Regions from separate parts of the Hordeum vulgare genome. Here region 1 is linked to region 2. The links are chromatin contacts, called in public Hi-C maps. All regions are on one chromosome and are shown on one strand. Each heading gives the region's core, a stretch centred on a gene start, on an enhancer-like site or on the middle of the called end of the contact. The rest is flanking DNA. Distances are from core to core; before and after follow the strand shown. Region 1 holds the start of LOC123443612 (nodal modulator 1). Region 2 holds the start of LOC123443610 (mitochondrial uncoupling protein 1-like).

Region 1 (2,976 bases), core at 199-2,698, 300 kb before region 2:
TACCCCAACTTGTTTGGAACTGAAAGGCTTGGTTGTTGTTGTTGTTGTTGTTGTGTAGAATTACTCTCTATGACTTTGATATGCATAAGCAACTATAGGGAAGATATGAGATTTTCTCACTGATGTAGTATGATAACATGACACTGGGTACGTTAGTGTTAGAAAATTCCTTGGGGAAACAGATTAAATTAGCTCAAAAATAATGAATGACAGAGAATATAAAGAATATAAACCCACTATTATGATTACAACTGAACCCGTCAATCATGAGTACAACTATTGTTGACAGAGTTTCTAACACCTCCAACATTTTCTACTTGTGCGCTTTGCAAATGCATGGAACTCAGTAGCAGCAACAAAATACAACATACATATAGTCGCAGGCATTGAAATATTAGCGTTATAATTCTCCGGGACCCAGTTTTAATTTCACCATGGGAAGAAAGAAATAGTAGTTTAATCCAATTGATAGCAACCAGTAGCAGGTAGCCCCATTGCACAAAGCAACAGCAATTTGGAATTATAAATAATTGGCCCAAACTAGCAAAGCACTGGAAGTCTGGAACCAGTGGCATCCAGCAACTAGAAAAATCCACAAGTTATCAGTTCGAGTGAACTATCTCAAACAACAAAACGTATCCCTGTTGAAGCACTCATGAACAACTAGCAGAGGCTTGATCAAGTGCAGCAACGTAAATCGCATACCGTTATGCCAGAGAGAGGGGGGTGCAGCAACTCCCTCACATTAGAGTGAGGCAACTTGATAGACAACAAGTACTCCCTCGGTTCCTAAGTATAAGTCTTTTAAGAGATTTCACTACGAACTACTCCCTCCGTACCTAAATATAAGTCTTTTAAGATATTTCACTAGATGTCTACATACGGAGCAAAATGAATGAATCTATACTCTAAAGTATGTCTATATACATCCGTATGTAGTCCATTAGTTGAACCTCTAGAAAGACTTATACTCCTATTTAGGAACGGAGGGAGTAGACATATATTAGAGTGTAGATTCATTTATTTTGTTCCGTGTGTAGTCTTTAGTGAAATTTCTTAAAAGACTTATACTCCGTATTTAGGAACGGAGAGAGTAGAACGCAACGATAATTTACGAAATAATTAGAGTGCAGCATGTATCAAATACCGTTATGTCAGAGTAGTCGAACTTGGACTCTGACGCCCTCCTCGATTTGGCCAGGCCCGAGCTCGCCTGCACCAAGAGCCCAACCGGAAAATGCATTAGAATCAAGCCAAGCCAAGCCGAGACTGAAGCTTAGCGAGTAACACGAGGAATACTTCGACGAAGCCGCCGCATCCGTCGATCTCGTCGGAGGCAGCGGAGAAAGCGGCGAGGGAAAGGAGGAGGAGGACGGGGAGGACGGGGTCCATAGATCGGATCTAGTAAGAGCAGAGCATGACAGGGAGATGACGAGTTTGAGATGTGCGGGGGGCGTGGGGTGGGTGTAGTAATAGCATTGGAGTTGCGACTTGATCCTGGAGTAAAATTCATCAACCGTCCCTGAATTTGCTGACAAGGACCAAAACGGTCCCTAAAATCTGAAACTAATCCAATACGGTCCCTGAAGTTGATAATACCAACACAATACAGTCCTGGAACTCTCTTTTTTTAACATAGTACAGACGCAGGCGATCACATACACGTGCATACACTCACCCTATGCATACACTCACCCTATGAACGTACGCTCACATACACGCGTATACACTCACTCCTATGAACGCACACACACCCTACCCCTACAAGCACATCTGATAGACACAGTCGCCATATCATCTTGAGATTTTAGAAGTCAACGTAGGCGTCTCGTCGTCGACGGAAATGTCTCCTCCCACTAAAAGCTTACCGCCGGGAATCCTGAAATAAATTCAGGAATAATGCAAGCACCAGGACTTGAATCTTGATGGGCTCGGGATACCACTGTCCCTCTAACCATCAAACCACAAGTTTGTTTGCACAACCCTCAAACTCGTGCTAGCAGTCTTAGCCTAGGTACGCACGTACGGCTTGCATACGCCTCAGGATTATTCTCTATCCAATTTTTTAATAATAATAATAACTGGGCTGCTACGCATCCACCGGCGTATGTTTAGTAAACATCCGTCACCTGGACGACCGTCCGATCTACGCGCATAGCCGTCCGATCCTCGCACGCGGGGCTCCGGTCGGGCACCCAATAATTCCTGAAACGACGGTCGAGTTGCAGAAAGAATCGCTTTTGTTGCAAAAAATAAACTTTGGACCCATTAATTTGTGAAACAATGCTCGAGTTTCAGTTTCAGAAACAATCGCTTTATTGCAGAAAAAAAATATTCGTCTTTCTGCAACATAGGTATTGTCGCAGGAGAAATTTTTGCAACAAAGGCATGTTTCAGAAACTCAGTTGCGAATTCTATTGGAGACGAACCCCTTCCATTTCTCCACGGGCAGGCCGGCGACGGAGGGCGACGGGGCCGCGAGCGGGCTGGGATGTAGTGGCGCTCCAGCGGCACAGGGCGGCGGGCGGCTAGCCCCCTAGCCGTGGGAGGCGAGGCGATCTGACTAGCACGCGGTGAAGGGCCGTGGCGGGCGATGTGGCCCATTCGGCTAGAGGGCGCGATGCGGGAGGAGCTCCTCCTTCTACTAGCTCGTGTAGGAGGCCATGGCGGCTGCGGGAACTCGCCGGCGGGGCCGGGAGGAGGCCAGGGAAGGAGGTCGGACGACGGCGCGGACAAGACCGTGCGACGGCTACCGGATCCCGTCGGATCTGGGCGGCGGCGGGGCCTCAGGGCGGCGACGAGGTGGAGCAGATCGGGGTGGCCATGGCAACAGCTACACCTCCGACAAGGGCTACACGGCACCAGGCAGACAGTGGGCGAGGTCGTCAGGACCGAGACGGAGGCGCGACGTGGACAAGTGAGGAGCCCCAGCTTCAGGACTGTTTTCCTGAAACAATTATCCAGTTTCAGGAAATG
Region 2 (2,769 bases), core at 224-2,723:
TAGGCCTTCCCCACCACGCCCAGAAGCCAACTTTATAGCGATCGAAAGGTAGCCGGGTCCACAGCCGTCGAGTAGGGATGGAGACGAGACGGAGCGCTGTGATCCAGATCTGGAGCAAACGCCGGAGCATACCGTAGCTCGAAGAGCCACCGCCGCCCTTGCGACTGGTTGGGCCAGTTGATAGATGCGAGGGTCCCGATTTTTCAATGAGATGGTGGCTATTGATTTGGTGGAGATGACTTTGACGATCCGACTACAAATGTGCACGACGTTGCGCCTTAGCAATCGCTAAACCAATCTCCAAGAGGTTATTGACCACGTCAGAGCACGATCAACCTGACCACGAAGTTCTATTCCTGCAAGTAATCGAAGAACAAACAAGAATATGATATTGCAATCTGAATATTGCGAATATAGATGAAGTATTGATAAGTGTGGGGATCCGAAAGCGGTCTTCGTCTGGTCGTTGGACATAAACGAAGTACACGAAGTTGCAATGGTTAACTTTTAACTAAACAAATCCCATGCAAAAAGCTCCTAGGTTGACCTACTTATATAGGAGCAAGGGGTGGCAACCAAGGAGGTGGGAGGACGTCCCAAGGCAGCCTAAAACTAACCCTAGGTCGTACAAGGCCTATGGGCCCAAGTGGAGGTGGTGCAACATCTTTGGACTTGTTGTTTAACTCGGATTCTGGTGCAACGTCATATTGTTTGGTCGATATCTCCATGCTCTGGACGAATTTGAAGGTGATTCCATTTGGGTCTGAAAGCACAAAAAATCTACTTTGCAACCCAAAAAGAATCACCCAATTCGGAGTGCGGATGTAAAAGTTTTTGGCATTTTGGTACAGACATGTATGTGCAGTCCGGATCTGAGTCCAAAACGTGCAAGACTTGGACTCTATCTTCTCTTGGGCTAAAAGTGACGTGAGAGAACTTTTTGAACAACAACTAATTATTTCCTTTGACATGAGAGGATCTATTGAATAGCACCCAACCATTTTCTCTTCCCTTGTCATCACACGTGATTCATACAAGTGTTCGATCATTCTGCATTTAGGCATAAAATAAAAACAGGTGAAGTATTTTTGTTCCGGATAACATAAGTAAATTATTGCATGACTTTTATCAGAAATCACCTTAAATAAATACGCATATGCAATGATTGTAATAATATCCAATGTAGTCATGTCCTCGTGACCAGCCAACATCGGCCGCGCCACCCGTTACAAGAGGTCGACGCGGCATTCACACCCAGGGCTGCCGTCTCCGTTTTCGAAACTTCACGAAATGACGCAGGGCAATAGAAACCTCGCTGCCACCTTCTTGGATGATAGCGGGGAACGAAGAGGAAGGAGGGAGGAAGACGGCTACAAGGGTTAGGGTTTGTCACCAGCCAGGGGCTCCAAGCCTTAACTATTGTTTTGTGCTAGCTGATGACGTACAACTTCTACGGTCCATAAAATGATTTCACACGGTGCAAATATGCATAATTTGCCAGAGTTTACTGTAGCCGTCCCGGCCTGAGCAGCCGACGAAGCCTGGAAACAAGACCCTGAGATCTGAATCCAGATCTGAAATATGGACTAGATCAGCAGCCTACTCGGAGCTTACTTCTACCCCTCTTTCCCTCTGCTCGCCATCAACCGAACCACAGCTTCCGCCGCTTCCCCGGGGATTAAATGGCGATAGCCTCATCATTCGCAGCCGTCTTCATCAGCAGCGCCATCGCCTCCTGCTTCGCTGAGGTACACCACAGCATTTCTGTATCTCTTGCTCTATCCTGGCTGTGCCGCTGCCAAGCACATCGCATGTATTGGGGATCGGGAAGCTTTTTGGATAACACTTCCAGCCTCCATACAACACTACTGGTATACTTGTCTGTTTCTTGTGCCATAAAAAACAAGCAACAAGACCTGAGTAGGAGAGACTAGAGAACCATTCCATTTTATCAGCTGAGCTGCTGCACTAAACTAGAGCTATGGCGGCCTAGGGTTTCTTCGTTGCCTTACCTCTCCTTACCTGGATATGATACGATGATTACTCAGAGTCTCAAACTCGTTATATATTGATCATAACACTTGAGATTGTTGGTGTGATTGATTCGATCAGGTGTGCACCATTCCTCTGGACACAGCCAAGGTGCGTCTTCAGCTGCAAAAGAAAACAGCTGCTGGGCCTGCAGCTACAGGAGGAATGCTGGGCACAATGATGTTGATTGCAAGGGAGGAAGGCGTCACCGCACTTTGGAAGGGCATTGTCCCTGGCTTTCACCGCCAGTGCCTCTATGGCGGCCTCCGTGTCGGCTTGTATGAGCCTGTCTGTGCTGCTCCTTCCATTTCACCTTGCAGTTGCAGTGCATTTCCCTTCTTCAGTTCAGAGTGACCAACCGCCTGACAGGATTACTCTTTCTGCGCATTGCAGGTCAAAGCCTTATTTGTTTTTGTAGGTGATGCCACTTTATTGAACAAGATTCTTGCTGCTCTTACAACTGGTAAGCATTCCCAGCCTCTATTCACTGGAAAAACTCTACTTTTCTCATAACATTGCCACACTACCCTGGTCCATTGTAAAGGGTCGTGCTAGGTTAATGTGGATAACGAAACACACACTGAACGAATTAACTATGTGTGCATAGGTGTCATAGCGATTGCTGTCGCAAATCCAATGGATCTTGTCAAAGTGAGATTGCAAGCAGATGGAAAATCTACTGCCGTCAAGAAGCACTATTCTGGAGCCCTTAATGCGTATGCCACCATAGTCAGACAG

The links. A called contact is a pair of places that touch in the nucleus more often than the background predicts.
Region 1: a Hi-C map of seedling shows a contact between it and region 2, with 3 times the contacts expected there. The contact joins the promoter of LOC123443612 here to the promoter of LOC123443610 in region 2. A contact is called at or near these places in 3 of 6 Hi-C or Micro-C datasets (leaf and seedling) and 1 of 1 datasets of contacts at active chromatin or transcription factors (embryo).

What each region holds. Positions count from the first base shown.
Region 1 is chr3H:249,139,717-249,142,692 of MorexV3_pseudomolecules_assembly, reverse strand. It overlaps LOC123443612 (nodal modulator 1), which reads right to left and starts at 1,448. Exons shown (of 27, transcript XM_045120076.1): 1 at 1,300-1,448; 2 at 1,148-1,213. The coding sequence starts at 1,392.
Region 2 is chr3H:248,835,222-248,837,990 of MorexV3_pseudomolecules_assembly, reverse strand. It overlaps LOC123443610 (mitochondrial uncoupling protein 1-like), which reads left to right and starts at 1,473. Exons shown (of 8, transcript XM_045120074.1): 1 at 1,473-1,748; 2 at 2,113-2,319; 3 at 2,425-2,494; 4 at 2,639-2,769. The coding sequence starts at 1,683.